Linked DNA regions of Mus musculus: region 1 is linked to region 2. A link is a contact called in public promoter capture Hi-C data. All regions are on one chromosome and are shown on one strand. Each heading gives the region's core, a stretch centred on a gene start, on an enhancer-like site or on the middle of the called end of the contact. The rest is flanking DNA. Distances are from core to core; before and after follow the strand shown. Region 1 has its middle 27 kb from the start of Znrf2. Region 2 holds the start of Plekha8 (pleckstrin homology domain containing, family A (phosphoinositide binding specific) member 8).

Region 1 (3,824 bases), core at 424-2,923, 190 kb after region 2:
CATTCTCCCACCCCACGGTCTTCTCTTTTTAACACACACACACTCACATAAATACACACAACACACACACAGAGACAAACATATACACAGAGACACAACATACACACACATGCACACACACACACACACACACACACACACACACACGAGAGTATACATTATGAAGAAAATGTGGTATTTGTCTTTCTGAATCTTTCTCATTTCACTCAGTGTTCTGATCTCCAGACCCATCAAAGCGGCATGAGATTTCCCTTCCTTTATGGGCTATAGGCAGAGATTTCCATTATGTATACACGCCACACTTTAGCCATTTTTCCATAGGTGGGCATGGAGTTTGTCTCTGTCTCCTGGCTTTTGTGACAGTGCTGCAGTAAACATGGATGTGCACGTATGTCTGTGGCTTGCTGACATACGTGCTTTGGGTACATATCGAGGAAGGGCATAGCCAAGTCACATAGCAGTTTATTTTAGTTTTATGTCACAGTGGAGGGACAGATGTCAGCAGCAGAAAACATAGGCATTTTTAAATGGCTAATTTGACCTACAATTGTTTGCCAGCAGTGGGGCTTTGACGCACTATGAACCTTTCTTTATGTGAACTTTAGTCGTTTTACGTTGCACATTGGTGACAGTAGACCTTAGAATATGAAGCCCAACTGCATAAACTTCAGGTTGAGATAGCAAAATTTATACTCACTCCTATCTTGTAATGGGAGAGTTTTCTGTTTCCTCTTTGGCAGAATAACAATCAAATTCAATATCTTTTTGCCAGTGTCATGCTCCGTTTCCCATGCCATAATACACACGTACTATAGGATTGGTTATTTACTATGAAAAACAGTCTATTTATCTTGCTGCCCTGGAAGTTGAGAAGTCCAAGAATGTGGTGCCAGCCTCTGGTCAGTATGTGACGAGGGCCTGTGCTGCATTATAAGAAGGTAGATGGCGTCACATGGTGAGTCAGACACAGCCACCACTAGCGAGCTCCCCCACAACAGCATTGCTCTTGAGATTACCCTTTAAGGATCTTGGAATGAATCCATCCACTCATGAAAGCAGAGACCTCCTGGTCCCATTGTTTCCTAAAGACTCCACCTTCCAACCTCACCACGTGTGTTTCAAACCATATTCAAACCGCAGCTGCTGGGCAAGTGTGCCTGCCGCTCTGGGCTTCAGTTTCTCTCTCTGAAGATAGGTTTATTACCTTTGTTTACTTTACTTCTTAGTAGACACTGTAATTTAACTTGTTGATATCGGTAACATCCAAGTCTCTCACATACACAAAAAATATATAAAAGTAACTGTCAGACAATTAATTAATGAAACCATAATTTCTAGGACCTTGTGATATTTATTATTTTTAGCTATTTTTAAATTTCATATTTATAGCTGTAAAAATAATCATCCCAATGTGAGCTTTAAAAAAATAATTGACTAGAGGTGACATATTTTGGGAAACATAATAGAGGTGTTAAGCACTCTTCCTGTCTGAATTGATGCTGGGAGGTTTTGAGTGCCCGCACCTGCTTTGTTTGTCTTTCCTGGTGGGTACACAGGAGCTGAGCAGGTTACTCTACTTTCTATCCTGTATTCACCACTATTCCACAGTACTACCGTGCCTTAGCTTTATCTATTGCGAAATGGAAACTGAACTAGTATCTGTGTGTCTTGAGGAATTTGGCAAAGGATGTTGAAACTTTTTACCAGGCCAGTTTATGCCCTACCTGACCTCTGCTCACCAGAGGTTTGCAACACTTCTCTTATAGGGGCCCCGGGAAGGTGTCTAGAATAAGGCACTAATTAACCCTGTTCTGTGCCTAGTTACTTCAAAGCTGTGGCTCCCAAAGGACCAAGTCTACACTGTGTTGCTGGAATCTCCAACCCCAAATAAGCCCATATAAAAAAACCCACACAATCCAGTTATTATAATTATAAGCTATATGCCTAGATTGGACAGGCCTAACACTATACTAACTTATTCCCCAGCTATAAGACCCCCTTGCTACTACTTGTGATTTCTCCTGGACACTTGGTTCTGCTCCATCGAGGCTTCCTTCTCCTCTTCCTTCATCCTCTCTTCTTCTCCTCTGGTCCTCTTCTGCCTCCCTACCTGCCCCTATTCACAAACCTCCAGTCCTACTTTTCTCCTCCACTGCCCAATCACAGGCTCTAGTTTGTTTGTTTTTTGTTTGTTTGTTTTCCTAGTCTTTATTGACCAGTTAAAATGGGGAGAAGGTTCACATGAGGTCACCTGAGTATGTACTCTTGGGGCAACCCCTCTTGAGGAAGCAGAATTAACATCAGAATAAAACAGCATCAGACCAACCCACAAAAATACTGCCCTATTCGGAGGCCAAAGAAGACACTCAAGATAAATATGTCAAGTATATTTCTGTGTGAACGTGCACCTTACTATTGGCTGTCCTTTCTCATATTATTTTTGGTGTTCAATTTTTAATATCCGTACAATGTGTTCATGTATAAAATTCTAAATTCTGCTTGGTAACAGTGAGCTGAAGGACAGCCCTGGAGTCTCTAGGTCTTCTGTGACCTGTTTTTGTCAGTCAATGATTAACTGACTTTGGTTTGCAGAGATAACACAAAGCTTTGGAAATTTACCCGGCTTTTGATGGTAGAATTGATTGAGGGCATACATCCTGTGTGAATTTCTAAGTATATGAGGCTTCCATGTCCACTGCTGCAGTAAATCCTCTTAAGAGCGATATGATATTGGAAACCCTGTGGTTATTTAAAATAGCAGACATCAGACACTCAGAGAGCACAAGTCACTGGATCAGGATTCCTAGCACTCAAGCAACCAAGTCTGGATTTGAACTAAGCCCAAAGCTCATGGTCTTCAAATTGTATTAACCTGGTCCTCAAAAACAAGCTGCAAAGCATGAATTTCCATGTAGGGTGCACTTTCTTCTGTCAGCAAAAAGCCGAATTTGGGGTGGCATTTGATTGTTTGTTTTTTAAGATAGGAGGACCCTGCTGTGTAGTCCAGGTTTGTGTTGAGTTTGTGATCCTCCTGTCTCAGCCTCCTGAGGGCTAGGGTTCTAGGTATGTGTTAATGGGAGCTGGCTTCTCCTGATACCAGCAGAGATCCCAGAAGACTTCACAGCATGGGGTCTGCTTTAGGAGAGTCCCAGGCTGAGTGGGACTTGGGCTCCAGAGCCATCTGCTGAGTTTGTAGAGTTGACGGGATGCTATAGACCAAGCCGCAAGTCACATCATGTCCCAAAGTACCTTGGTGTTATCTATTATGGATTCTCTTGCCATCTACAGGAATCACCAATATTAATTAGACGAGAAAGACAGAAACAAATGAATCATTTGTCCTTCAGGTCTGTACCTAGCAAATGACCTGGTGTGCAGTGATGTGTGGGCCAGTGTTTCTAGATATCTTATCTGCTCTTTCTGAGACTAAATTCTACTGTGAAGGTGACTAAGAAAAGTCAGTACCCGGATGTTCAAGACTTTCTTATTAAGACATCAATTCAAGGGGCTGGAGATATGGTCCAGGGGCTATCACTTATTGCTCTTGCAGAGAACCTGGGTTCAGTTTGCAGAACACACATGATGGCTCAGAGCCATCCATAGGTACAGTTTCAAGGGATTCAATGGATTCTTTGGTACAGGCATACATGTAGTCTACACTCATACCTCCAGGCAGAACCCTCCTACACATACACACACACAACACACACACACACATACATGTATATACATATAATAAATAAAGAATAAACAGATAAATAAATCAGTTTAAGAGAAGACCACAACTTTGTGCAGAATAATGAAAAACTTTTAGGTTTCATATT
Region 2 (4,235 bases), core at 1,267-3,766:
TCAAATACTCTAGATATAATTTTATATAGAATAAAATGATAATGAAATTAATTTGTCAAGACTCCATGTATCCAGGAATTTCTTTCATGGTCTTGACCTATAGAACGGGTTTGACAATTTTCTTTCTCCAAAGGGAAACAGGTATTTCAGTTTTTTGTTTCAGTTTGTAGAGGTAAAGGAACTGTTAGCTTCACAGGCTAGTGTGAATGGGTGGGCCCTTTATCACTCTGCCTGCAAGGCGTAATTACTTACGTGGAATGAAACAGGGAGCCGTCCTTTTCTAAATAGCCTTCGTAGTGGACCAACATCAGATCCCCTCCCTTGGTCTTGCGATGGCAGATGAATGGCTTCTGGAGAACTTCGATTTTCACTTCTGGCTCAGGAATCAGAGCTCCGCTCAGAACCGTGACCCACAGTGCCAAGATAGCGTTCCACAAGAAAAACCTCATGTTACCAAAGCAGAGGAAAGGCCCCCGACTTCATAGAGTTAAAAATGTGCCAAAAGCGGAGACAGCTTAGGCCAAGCAAGTTCAGGACTCCCCCAACAGACACACTCCCAGGAAGACGTGGCACTTTTTCTAACAATTTTCACACAGACAGCGAACTCACAATAAAGAGTTAAAGCCCCATCCAAACATGATTGGTTCTAATAAGGCAGCTTCTAGGGAAAGGCGTCCTTCCACTGGCTGGCGCTGCTGTCCCTCAGGCGCCTCCCAGCCAATGGCGCCGAAAAAAATGTAGTGGTTCTGTGTGCTGTTGGGCCCTGGGCTCGGATGTGCCCCTTCGGAACAGTCCTAGAGCCCGCTGATTAGGAAATTCTCCCACCTCGGGAAGGCAGCTGGATCCAGGCTAACATCCTCGGGGGTGGGAGATGGGGGAAGGGTTGTTTCAGTGAAGTATTCCAGCTGCGGAGTCTGGAGCCAGGTGACACTCGGGTTTTTGGAAAGACCAGACACTGAGAAGCAGCCTTCTTCAAGATGCCACAAATAAAGGCTCAGAACTATGGTTACTAATTTAGAACAGAAACTCTAAGGACCTACTAGGATGCTTTAAGGTTCGCAAAGCACACTCTGGTGCAAGATCCTCACTAACTTAACGTGGCTATTCCCACCCACCCACTCCCCCCCCCCCCCCCATTTAGACAGTGTCTTAGGGTTTCCATTCTTGGGTTAAAGCATCATGACTAATAGCAAGTTGGGGAGGAAAGGATTTTTACCTATTACACTTCTATATCATAGTCCATTATCCAGGGAAGGCAGGGTAGGAACTCAAAACAGTAATCAGGAAGCAAGAGCTGATGTAGAGAGGCCATAGAGGAGTGCTGCTTACTGGCTTGCTCAGCCTGCTTTTTTTTTTTTTTTTTAATAGCACCTAGGATCACCTGACCAAGGGTGGCACCACTCTCAGTGAACTGGACCCTTCCACATCAATCAGTATTTAAGAAAAAGCAGTAGAGACTTGCCTACAGGTAAATCTTATGGTTCGGAGATCCTCGTTCCAAATTACTCTAGCCTGCATCAAGTTGCAAAAAACTAGCCCGGAGAGAAGCTAGTTTAAAAAAAAAATTAGGTTAGAAGTTAGTGCCCTGCTTAAGTTCACTTGGCCGAAAAGAATTGGCACTCCACCTTAAGACTTGGCTTGATTTCATTCTACAAACATCGCTGTCAATGAGTGACTGCTAATAATTCGTCACTTATGTGACCTTGGTGGTGAGTAGATAATACTTAAGGACGGAGAGAGAGAGAGAGAGAGAGAGAGAGAGAGAGAGAGCACTTGTTTTAACAATTATACAGCTTAAAGTTCTAAACGGCTGCCCTCATTTCAGATGTAGTCCATTGCTGCAATCTGAGAAGAAACTAGAAATCACCAAAAGAGATTAAAACAACAACAAAACACAAACAAAACAACAACAAAAACAGGGCATTGAGGTGTGCAGTCAGGCAAATAACCAACTAAGTGATATATTATTTATTAAACCTGTCAACCTTACACTAAGGGAAAAAATGCCTGCACTTTAGCCCTTGAGAGCATATTTCTATAACACTAACATTTGGTTGTGTTGTGCTTCTTCTCAACATTCACCTTCCATCTAACCTGTGATAGACACTTTTCTTGGATAAAAATCCTGACAACAGTGCATTTTCATACTTTCATGTACTTAGAAATTCCCCTTGGAGAGCTTGTAAAAGTGCCGATTTTTAATCCAAAAGGTCTGGAACCCCCGAGAGATTTTTTTTTTTTTTTTAACAGAAGCCCAGGTGAAGTCAATGTCTGCGGTCCAGAGACCAAGCTTCCAGTCAAGAGGCCGGCAGTTTGAACAGCGCCTTACACAGAAGTGCATCCGGAAACTACAGACTAGCCTCATCCGAGGATTCCGGGTCTCAGCCCGCATCCTCCTCCACTGACAAACTTGTCATTAAAAGCTGGATCCCTGGAGCCTAGACCCCCATGGGTGACCTGCCACCCGCGTGCGCATCGGAGCCCCGCCCACCGGTCAGCCCCTCCGCGCAGTGGCCAAACCCTGGCGTGGATTTGGTAGCGTGCGCACAGCGCAGTGAGCATGCGCGAGCGCGCCGGGGCGGGCGCTGTGGGCTCAGTGGCCGCAGGAAGGCGCCCGCGACCGCCGCCACAGGGGCCGCGCCTCCCGCGCCTCCCTCGCCTCTCTCTGGCGGCCGCTCTGCGGCGTCCACACCGACTGCGCCAGGCGCAGGCGCAGCCCCCGGGACCCGGAGCTGGTGCTCCCAGGCTGTCGCGGTGACCCCGCCCCCGGGCCCAGGATGTGAGGCCGGCCCGGCGTCCCCGCGGCGGGCCGGGGCGACGAGGGGCCCGCGGGTGCCATGGAGGGCGTGCTGTACAAGTGGACCAACTACCTGAGCGGTGAGTGCCGGCTTCCGTGGGTGCGGTGCGCCAGGCGGCACCCTCCGCCGGCTCGCGGCCCGGATGGAGAGTTGGGTACCGGGTGAAGCCGGCAGCCTGGGTCCGCTGCGGGGTCCACCTCAATCTCGCGAATTGGGTGGGGGGCGGCCTCGCTTGGGCCGCGCAGCCCAGCTGCAGGGTGCCGAGTGCCACCAACCCCTGGATTCCAGAGTCTCCACGCAGTCGATCTCCCTAGGCACCTTCAGGGTCATCCCCCTGCCGACCGAGGTAGTGGAACTCTAGCACCGCAGCCCTAAGCCCTGAAGTGTACGCTGGCGATCGGCCTTTTCTCTCCGAACATTTCTTTTGTTTCAGAACTCTGTCATAAAAATGAATGCAGATATTAACAACGGTGTCCTTGTCTTGCCCAGCACAATGGCTTAAAATAGCACCCTGCCCCCTTTCTAGCTCTTGGAAGCACTTTCCAACTATCCAGAAGTTAGAACTATTCCTCAGCTTTGAAGATGATTCTCAACGAACATTATTTTCATCCAAGCAGCCAGTATTTTATAAGTACTATGCTATATGAACAGTGCTGGGTGCGTTTTAAAGTTAAACTTTTTTGTTAGGGAAAATGGGTTAACATTTAACGTGTCAGTGGGGATGCAGAAACTAGAAATCTTACCAACTAGAGCTAGGGTTTCCCCATCCTTTGGTGGGGCAGTTCTGTAGTAAGGACAGGTGTGTATGGCTTGTGAAGATCTGGCAGAGTAACTTTGAGGAAGTCACAGCCCAGTACAGGCAGAAGTACACCTGTCAGCATGTACCTGGAATCTCCAAGTAGTATAGTAGTTAGCACAGTTAATTCATTTTTTTTAAAATCTCTACCCGAGGGTCTGATGAGAAGGTTTTCCTTAAGACCTGGCCTTCACTTCAAGGATCTCCACTGATGTCAGCAGAGAGATTAGGTTATACAGGAAGAACTCAAAGCTGGCCTGCAGGTCCTTGAATACTGGAAGCCGATTAGCATGTTGTTTAAGAGAAGGCTTGACGGTGCCATTCTCCCAATGCTGTCCTAAATGCTGAGAAGTAGGTGTGTATCTTAATTGTAAACCCTTGAGTCAACTTCACCCTTTACTGTCCTCCTCTGAACCCTAGCCCGGACACACACAAATCACTTTCTTCTCCTGCCCCACCTTAATCATTTCCGTCTTCCTTTCCCTCCCCTTTCTGTGTGGAAACTTTTGGTAGTAAAATGCCCTCTCCCCACAGTCTTCTGTATCCTTCATTGCACCAACATTTTTCTAGCTGTCTCTGTGGATCTATCTTCTGTGATGCCCCTGCCATCTGTTTGATGGTAAGAGTCAACTCTTTTCTTC

What was found. Promoter capture Hi-C pulls out the DNA fragments that hold promoters and counts their contacts.
Region 1: a contact with region 2 is called in a promoter capture Hi-C map of liver, with 2.2 times the contacts expected there. The contact joins the enhancer-like site here to the promoter of Plekha8 in region 2. A contact is called at or near these places in 8 of 39 promoter capture datasets (the 3T3-L1 cell line, 3T3-L1-derived adipocytes, the C10 cell line and 5 more), 1 of 15 datasets of contacts at CTCF or cohesin (large pre-B cells), 9 of 484 Hi-C or Micro-C datasets (the AML12 cell line, the Ba/F3 cell line, the G1E-ER4 cell line and 4 more), 5 of 115 datasets of contacts at active chromatin or transcription factors (bone marrow-derived macrophages, embryonic stem cells, large pre-B cells and 2 more) and 3 of 9 other capture datasets (adipose tissue, liver and pancreatic islet).

What each region holds. Positions count from the first base shown.
Region 1 is chr6:54,787,673-54,791,496 of GRCm38.p6, forward strand. No RefSeq gene overlaps it. Among named protein-coding and RNA genes, the nearest start is that of Znrf2, 27 kb to the right of the region's middle. Within about 2 kb of position 1,674, at least 19 of the 459 cell types and tissues checked have an H3K27ac peak or open chromatin away from gene starts, as enhancers often do. A contact at or near this core is called in liver, neural stem cells and pancreatic islet, where this site is marked.
Region 2 is chr6:54,592,595-54,596,829 of GRCm38.p6, forward strand. Plekha8 (pleckstrin homology domain containing, family A (phosphoinositide binding specific) member 8) reads left to right here and starts at 2,517. Exons shown (of 14, transcript NM_001164361.1): 1 at 2,517-2,877. The coding sequence starts at 2,838. Fkbp14 (FK506 binding protein 14) reads right to left here and starts at 580. Exons shown (of 4, transcript NM_153573.2): 1 at 253-580. The coding sequence starts at 449.